Linked DNA regions of Mus musculus: region 1 is linked to region 2. Evidence: chromatin contacts called from public Hi-C data. All regions are on one chromosome and are shown on one strand. Each heading gives the region's core, a stretch centred on a gene start, on an enhancer-like site or on the middle of the called end of the contact. The rest is flanking DNA. Distances are from core to core; before and after follow the strand shown. Region 1 overlaps Rfx4 (regulatory factor X, 4 (influences HLA class II expression)). Region 2 holds the start of Tcp11l2 (t-complex 11 (mouse) like 2).

What was found. A called contact is a pair of places that touch in the nucleus more often than the background predicts.
Region 1: a contact with region 2 is called in a Hi-C map of the MNK3 cell line, with 3 times the contacts expected there. The contact joins the enhancer-like site here to the promoter of Tcp11l2 in region 2. A contact is called at or near these places in 1 of 484 Hi-C or Micro-C datasets (the MNK3 cell line) and 1 of 115 datasets of contacts at active chromatin or transcription factors (memory CD8 T cells).

What each region holds. Positions count from the first base shown.
Region 1 is chr10:84,766,376-84,770,756 of GRCm38.p6, reverse strand. The region is part of intron 1 of Rfx4 (regulatory factor X, 4 (influences HLA class II expression)); the gene reads right to left. Among named protein-coding and RNA genes, the nearest start is that of Rfx4, 13 kb to the right of the region's middle. Within about 2 kb of position 1,781, at least 24 of the 459 cell types and tissues checked have an H3K27ac peak or open chromatin away from gene starts, as enhancers often do. A contact at or near this core is called in the MNK3 cell line and memory CD8 T cells, where this site is marked.
Region 2 is chr10:84,574,960-84,579,635 of GRCm38.p6, reverse strand. It overlaps Tcp11l2 (t-complex 11 (mouse) like 2), which reads right to left and starts at 2,689. Exons shown (of 10, transcript NM_146008.2): 1 at 2,624-2,689. Gm34515 (a long non-coding RNA gene) reads right to left here. Exons shown (of 3, transcript XR_380644.2): 3 at 4,568-4,676.

The DNA.
Region 1 (4,381 bases), core at 532-3,031, 190 kb before region 2:
AGCTTCCAGTACTGGGATTGGGTTACACCTAATTGAGTTGTTGGCTAAAAGGGTTCCATGTGAATCCTCAAATAATCTAAGCTGTTGGCTAGAAAAGAGATTGCTTTCCCCAAAGTTATGGCAAAGCCCCATTGCTGAAGACAATGCTTATCCAGCTCAGTGAACATGGAGTAGTCAAGCTGGTGCCTGCATAGAGCCTTCACCCCTACACTCTAGCATCTCTGATATGGGAAGGTTCTTTGCATGCTACCAAAAGAGAACCCTGAGCATTGACCAAGCCACAAAACCTTTGGTCTACAATCTGTCCTGCAAGATACGATAGTGCAGTGGAGACACAAACTTGTGGGAGTAACCAAGCAAGATCTGATCTCACTTAAGGCCCATGCCATAAGACAGAACCCATACCCAACCCTGCACTTGTGACTGACAACCAAAGACTGGATAGCCTGGGGACCTAGGGTAAAATCAAATAGTACTAGTCTTTCTTTTAAAAAAAGATTTATTTATTTATTATATGTAAGTACAATGTAGCTGTCTTTAGACACTCTAGAAGAAGGAGTCAGATTTCGTTAAGGATTGTTGTGAGCCACCATGTGGTTGCTGGGATTTGAACTCAGGATCTTTGGAAGAGCAGTCAATGCTCTTAACCGCTGAGCCATCTCTCCAGCCCCCAAATAGTACTAGTCTTAAAAATAATAATAATAAAATTACTCCTGATGACATTCTGCTATACTTATAGGTCAGCTGTGCCAGGCTCAGTCACCCTCAGAGAAGCCTCCTCCTGCAGCACTTGGTAAGAAATACAGAGACCCACAGCCAGACATCATGCAGAGAATGAGAGACCTTGGAACACTCAGTCCTTAAATGGGATGTCTCCATCAAATCCCTGACCTTAGAGATCAGGGGTCCCCATTGAAGAAGAAGCAGATAAAGTCTAAGATCCAGAGGGATGGAAGACACCACGGAAACAGGCCCTCTAAGTCAACATGAACACACTCATGTGAACTCACAGAGACTGCAGCAGCAAGCAGAGGGCCTGCACAGGTCTGCACCGGGTCCTCTGTGTATATAGTATGGCCTCCAGGTTAGTGTTTCTACGGGATCCCTGAGTGTGGGATCAAGTGAGTCTCTGGATGGGGGGGGGGGGGAGGAACTGGGAGGAACAGAGGGAGAAGAAACAGTAATTAGGATATATTATATGAGAAAAGAATCTATTTTCAGTAAGAGAAAACAAAGAAAAGGAAAGTTGTCCCCTGACCTCGATACGTCTGAATTTGACACACATCCAAACACACATATGCCTGTGCACTCACACACACACACACACACACACACACACACACACACACACTAAATAAAATGTGGTTTAAAAAACTAACAGACATCTTGGCAGCCACTGCTCAGACTCATTCGGGCACCCATTCTGCACATAGGTACTGTGCTTGCCCGCAGGCACTCTAGGATGCTGTGGGGCCTGCACACATCCAAGCCTGGCTCTGGAACCAGGGCAGGCTAAGGAGTCTGGCTTTTGCTCAGTAGCTGGTTGGGAAACTTTCAGTGCTTTTGAATAGAGTGGGAGACAGGCAAAGCACCTGAGGGCATCTCCATCCGGCGCTGCCTAAGCACCACCTTAGCAGGGGGACTTGGAGAAAGAGGAATTGTGGAGTACGGTTTCTGCAACAGGTACTATCTATACTGGACGCTTCCAGTAGTAAGAAGCTTTAAGGCAAACAGAGACGCCACAGACCTGTGCAGGAAGCCAGCCACACTAGTCATTCAGGCGTGTCCCACCTTTTGATGTTAAGACAGGATGTCATCATCAGTTTACTCTCAGCCACTGTGCAGTCGTTACCTACCCCTCCCAAATAAAACTGAAAGCAAAAAGCCCTCATAATGATTTAAGTGGACAATTCCGTGCTAGATCATTCTTCGCTACCCTCTACCATAAGGAGTCCACAGGGCAGCTGCACCAGGACAGGCGTGGTGAGAAAGGAAGGAAGGGCTGGGAAAGACAAGGGAAGAACCTGTTTTGTTGTTGTTGTTGTTGTTGTTTGTTTTTTAAAAAACAAAAAAACCCTGTTTTTAAAAAATACCTGTTTAAAGTCTACACATAGTAGGTGCTCAAGAAAGTAAGGGTTCATCTGTTGTTTATGTGTCTGGGAATTGATTCCATGAGGACTCAAGTGAAGCCTCTCAGAATGAAAGCGGAAATGCCCTGACCTTGAGGTATTGAGGGCAGATATCTGGGTCAAGTAAATGCCTGTTGGCTCTGACTGTGTGCTAGACCCGCTGGCCCTTCCTGTGCTCAGCACAGGTAACAGTGAGCCCTGGAGAAAGCAGGCAGAGCAAGAGATGATGCTTCAAGTCAACCCCCACAAGGCAAGTAACTTCTCTTCAGACCAGTGTGTGGCTGGAGGATCAGGGGACAGAAGGACGACCATGGGACTCTGTTGCTGGGAAACCAGCAGCCCCTCTCCCTGCTGACAGGTGTTTTAACTGGTATGCAGGTAGCCTGATTCAAATGAAACACTGCCTACTCCCCAAAACCCCAGAGTCGAGTACCCAGCACACACATAGACAGACTACAACGGCCTGTGATTGCAGCTACAAGATCTCCAACCCCTCTTCTGGTCTCTGCAAGATCTTGCATGTGAGTGGTAAACATAAAGTCATACAGGCACACACACTCACATACACACACACACTCACACACTCATACACACACTCTCACACACTCACACACACTCACATACACTCACACCCTCATACACTCACTCGCATGCACCCTCATATACACACACACTCACACTCATTCACATACTCACACACACAATCAACAAATCTTTCATTTGTGACATCGACGTCGCAACATTTGGGCACTAACATGCCATGTAAGTCAGTTGTGTAAATGAAGCCCTTTGAACCTCAGTTTTGCCCAGTGTCAAACGGGAATGAGAGCTTGTGCTAGGGCACAGAAGGGTGGGGTAACATCACAAAAGACCCAGCACAGTAGGAAAACAAAACAGAACAACAATAACAAAAATAGATTCTAAAACTTCTGCTTGCTTCTGTACAGCCCTGGGGGTGGGGTGCGGGAGTGTCTTGGAAATCATCACAAGACTACCAGGAAAAGGTGGGTGACCCTGTTTGTTCCTTATTACAGTGTGCCAAGTCCTATGAGGGTCCTTTGTGTGCTTCTTCAGTTTTTCTGACAATCTCCTGGGAAATGGGTACTTGAGCAGTCCCACCCAGTCTCTGCGCATGAAACCAGGTGTCGCCACTCTAAGGCGTGCAGAGCCAACCATGCTTGTTCCGTGATTGCACACTTCATACGTATTCTAATGGCAAGGTTTTCAGACTGAACCTCGTCCACGTGAAAGCTTGACTAACGTGAAGAAGGGTGATGCTCGGAATGGTGTATGTGAGATGTCAAATTCACCAGGGCAACTTCTGGCAGCTCCCTCACCAGGGCAACTTCTGGCAGCTCCCTCACCAGGGCAACTTCTGGCAGCTCCCTCACCAGGGCAACTTCTGGCAGCTCCGTCACCAGGGCAACTTCTGGCAGCTCCCTCACCAGGGCAACTTCTGGCAGCTCCCTCACCAGGGCAACTTCTGGCAGCTCCCTCACCAGGGCAACTTCTGGCAGCTCCCTCACCAGGGCAACTTCTGGCAGCTCCCTCACCAGGGCAACTTCTGGCAGCTCCCTCACCAGGGCAACTTCTGGCAGCTCCCTCACCAGGGCAACTTCTGGCAGCTCCCTCACCAGGGCAACTTCTGGCAGCTCCGTCACCAGGGCAACTTCTGGCAGCTCCCGATCCAGCAGTAAGCACTGACTTAGACTCAGATGCTCTCGGGATGATCTGAGATGCAAGTTCCACTGTATACAAAGTTGTCCCTGCAGGAAGGGCCACGTGTGAGTGGCACCTCAGCCAGCGCTTGCTCCAGGTCACCGTATCCATGACAGTGTACCTACCCCCTGAGAACTCCAGCTTGGGCTACTTTCTCCCATAGGGACTTGAGAAGACTTGAGGGATGTGAGCCAGGATGCGCACATCAGTGTCTTCCTTCCATTTATACATTTTAGTAGGTGAAGGAGGGAGTCCAGCTTCGGCATCAGGGAAACCGTGTTCAGATGCTGTCTGGATAATGGTAGTTAGGATTAAGTGTGCTACCTAAATCCTCTGATTCTCAGCTTCCACATCTGTGAAATGGGGATAAATAATGCCACGCGTTCCATACGATCCCTAAGTGAGGTACCGTGCATAAGTACTTAGCATAGTGTTGGGGAAAAAAATTTGACACACCATCCAATTTGAAAAAGAGGCTCACCCGAATAAGAGGAAACTAACCATTTTGAAAATAACTAGTCACCTTGCAATCA
Region 2 (4,676 bases), core at 1,440-3,939:
TTTTACATTTGGAATGTAATGTCACAATTTCAAGGTACTCTTGCCTGAAGCCCCCTCATTGCCCTCATGTAAATTAGCCACCCAGAGTTCAGTTCACTGCCCAGTACATACAGGAACCCAGTGAATATCCTTATGTGAACAAATTTGGCCCCACATCTACTCATAAAATAGAGTTTTTGGGCTGTTCTGCCTGTATCACACTGCTCATTAAGCAGGTACTTACTGTAGTAGTTTAACTGTCTGTATCTCTCTTTCTAGTAACGTTTAAAATGCATATAGGAAGAAAGCATTCCCTTCTCCAGTGTCCAGTGCCTATCTCAACACAATTCCAAGGCTAGCAAGGCCTCAAGCCCTAGTAGCTTAAAGAGCACTGTACCTTGTACCACTATATTCTTCTGATACTCAATGATACAAAAAAGTAGCAATTAGAACCAACAGCTTTGGAGATGGTCTCAGTAACACACTCTGTAAGTGCTTCAGATAATTTATTTCCTCAAATCTGCAATACAACTATGTCAGGTAGGTGCTATTCTTGTTTACAATAAGAAGCCAGGGATCAGAGAGATGGCCCCACAGGTTTACAGCAGTGCAGGGGCTCCCCTCAAAAGCCAGGCAGCAGGCTGGACCCCTGAAGCCCATGCATGTTACCGTCGGGACGGCTGGAGGAAACCAGTGTCCTGCTAATCATTCTTTCCATCCCTCTCTGCCAAATTGCTCTGTCTATCATCACACGGACACTTTCACGTGTGGAAGCAAGATGACCTTACCCTGGGACAGCTGTTCAAGCACTATACCGTGAAGGACATCGCTGAAAGAGATCATTCAACAAAACAGCATTCGATCACCCCACGGTAGTGACCAAAGTCCTCTATCAGAGGGCCATTCCCTATGTTTTTCGAAATCCCTCCTTAAAACTCAGGTATTACCCAAAGGACTAACTGCTTACAGCTAGCAAGTCAAAAACATTTGGCAGTAGATTGTTCAGGTTATCCAACAAGGGCCCTGGGGAATGAAATCCACCAAGTTAAGGCTAGGATTGGGGGGGGGGGGATTAAAGAGGTGGCAAGAAGCGTTTAGTGGGTACTCTCCTTCCAAGACTTTACCAAAGTCAGGCATAAGGCACTTATAGGATAGGGGGTTAAAGGCAAGACTGAGCTCTGACGGAAAAAATTTGCAGATGCCAGACAATTTCCATCCTCGATCAAACCGTGCTTTAGCACCAGGCTAGAGTAAGGCAAAAAACACAGCACGGAGAGAACAGTACTGGTCCTCATCGAGTCTTTGCCCGCCTCGGAGAGCTAGACAAAAGCCAACAAGCCAGCCACTGTCTAAAAGGCAGATGCCCGTGCTCCACGTGTCATTACAGCATTGGGAAGGATTTCTAAGCACTTTTTATCCTGGAAAGCGTTGCCCCCGCCCCCCCCCCATCCCTGATGCCTAGTTTAACACCTGTGCTGCACACCCGGGGGGTAAGGCGCCCTTCAGCCCTGGGTCACTTCAAGTGGAGCAATGTATGAAATCCATGGGGGTAGGAAAAAGGCAGAGTAGACGGGGCGGGGTGGAGGTGGAGGTGGGATGGGGACTCCTAGCCCAGGAACCAGTGTAAGAACTGGTTGAAATTATCAGTTGGGAGGTAGGTTAACTAAGAGCTGAGAGCTGAACACCACCTTGTGCTGAGCAGCCCACTAAGGACAAAGACAAGTTGCCTGGTTTCTTTACCGTTAAGGTACCAAGACAACGATGAAAGAGGGAGGTTCCATTCTCACTGGAACCACTCAAGTGTTTCTACTCTGCTTGTAACGGTAGTTTAACAAACCCTTCTTTGTTGACTGGATTCTTGTGTTTAAACACATGATTTGGGCTTCTTGTGGTTGGGGGAGGACAGAACCTACAGTCCTGTAAAGTGCTCTACCACAGAACTACAGTCCCAGTCTAATAAACGCATTTTAGAAGTAAACATTGCGAAATCGCTCATTTAATGGAAGTTTTTCCTCTTGTACTAACGTAAACACATAACTGTGTCATCCACGTGCCACCGAATCTCGTTGCTATGTTTTGTGGCGCCACCCAAAGCAAGGCAAAGCAAGGGTCTGAGAAGGCAAGGGTCTGACCCAGATGTGACCTGAGCTGGCCTCCTGGACAGTCAAGTCCAACGGAAGTCCCAGGAGTCCTGCCCGCTCGCCCACGTTCTCTGCTCGCCCCTCCCTCTAGCAGCACCACGTTTCCTGTCAAAACAAACGTTTGGGGGAGGGGACTGCCGGGACAGAACCCAGCTCTCGAGAAACCCAGCAACAAGACCCAAACATAGGGCCGAGGCCCAGCCGGGCCCCACCGCGGCTCAGTCCCACTCCTCCAGGGACGAGGGATTGGGGACCTGACCGCACGGGGAGCCCAGAGCGTCTCGCGCCGTTGAGCACAGTCGCTGGCACGCACCCAAAGGGATGTCATCACGACCAAGCGGCCCCGGCAGAGCCTGGGCCACCACTGCCACCGTGCCCCACTTCAAGCCTTGACTCCGAGGTCAAATGTCCCGAACTCGGAGGGCACAAGGAGCCCTCCCGCTGCCATAAGGAGACGCGGTCCCCTCAGATCCCACGGCCCCTCCCCTGGGATGGGTACGCACCCCCGGATCCCGCGTAGAGACTCGAGGAAAGCTAGGTGGCGGGGGTCGCGGGGCTCTGCGTATCCCCCCTCAACCAGCGTCGCAGACAAGGGGAGACTCAGCAGTCTGTCAACTCTGGAGCCCCCCCGCAGCCCCACGCGGTATTTAAAGGGCCCAGAGGTACTCCCTGGGCGCGACCATTCGGGAAGGAACTGGAGGGGGACTATAGCACCGCGGCGCCAGAATCCAGGGCAGGGTTCTGGCGAAGATCCCTAAATTCTTGAAGAGTCTGTCTACAAAAACCATAGCTTTCTCACGTTTCTATCGTGAAGGCTGAAGAAGGCTCAGACAGAAAGCCATTTGCACACGAGAAATGTGTGCTCCCTATATTCAGTGGTGGTACGGTCCGGACCGCCAGGGGCGGGGAGAGGAGTGAACACGGAATTGGGGCAGCCTACGGCCGGGAGCGCCTGGGCTGCTGTAGGGCCTAAAGCGTTCGGAGGCGGGGCCTGGCTGTGTAAGGGCGGGGCCTAAGTGCAGCGGGTGACGCCCCCAATCCTGTTTCTTTCAGTTTACCAGGTAGGATGAAATGGACTAACTCCAACCGAACGGACAGACTTCTGGTGTCCGCTCGCGGCAGTAATATAAAAACACTACATGCCCACCTTCACAATGGCCACACACACCGGGCCAAGCGAGTCAACAACATTCCAAACAGGCTGTCCCACGCACATCAGCGTCCAACCGCGTCATCCACACGTGTCAACATGTTCTTGTAAACACGGGTCCTGATTTGCCCCTTGAATTGGACGATTGGTTTCTGGGAGCCACACCTACCTAAGCTCTCCGAAGGCTTCGCCTGTGCACAAAGATAAAGTGTCTTACTTCTTCTAAGGGTTCTTTGGCGGCGCTTATCTTGGGGAGAGTTTTCAACCAGGCTTAATGTAAATAAGTGCTGGGAGGGGCTCTTGTGTGGTCAGGCTTACTAAGCATAACTTCTCGTGAGCTTGCTTCTGGGCATAAAGAAACAGAACCACTATTTTGCCAGGTACAAGTTGGTATTACTTGTGGGTAGCGTCATACAAAAAAAATAAATGAACTTTATATAAGCTGAAATATTCCTGTTTAGGACTAAAATCATATCGGATTGTGGAGGCAAATTGTCTACTATCATTCTAGAAAGAAGAAAACCAAAAGCAGACAATAGTTTAAAGCAAGATAGAAATACAATTGTACAGCATGGACTGGTCTGAGGTTATAACCAAGTCCCTAACATTTGCCTACCCAAGAGATCTTCTTGTTCAGTGGGATAAGAATGGAACTAAAGCACTCTTAGAAGCTCACTGTTAGCTACTGAACCTAGTTGGCAAGTTATTCTGAACAAGAAAACCTACCTAGAGATTTGTATCCATTTGTATCTGTCACTCTAGAAATTACACAACCTAAAGTGGAGCCACGGCTGCTAAGAATCCTTGCTGCTCTATCATGAGGACCACAGGCAATTTCAGATCTCATCATCCACACTGGACGGCTCTCAAACACTGTAGAACACTCTAGTTCTAAAGGATGCAGTGCTGTCTTCTGGACTCCTCCACACACAAGCACACACAGCCATAGCGCATGTACACTCTCCCACAAAGAGGGACATTCACCTCAATGGTAAAAGAAATCTTAAAAAGGCAGTAAAATATACAACCTGCTACAGATCAAGAGATTAAAGAGAAAGTGCTGCTGTCACCCAGGCTCTTTCCCATAAACCCACTGTTATTTATAATATCACTTGCTGGAATAAACAGATGTCAGAAGCCCCCAGTCTCAAGGCTTGCCAAACAACCGCCGCCACCCAACTGCTCTACAAACCTCCACAGCAAAAAGATTAACCAAAAATATTTCTAAATTCCTGGTGGCCATGTAACAATGACACATGAAAACAGTGTGTGCTTTGCAAAGCTTCCTACTAACCTGCTAAGTGTTGTGCTGTGTCATTAACTAGGAGCAGGTGAGCATAAATCAGCACAGTTGTCCAGTCACCCTGGGTGACTAACCCATTTTGACACTTCTTTTGAAAAGTTTA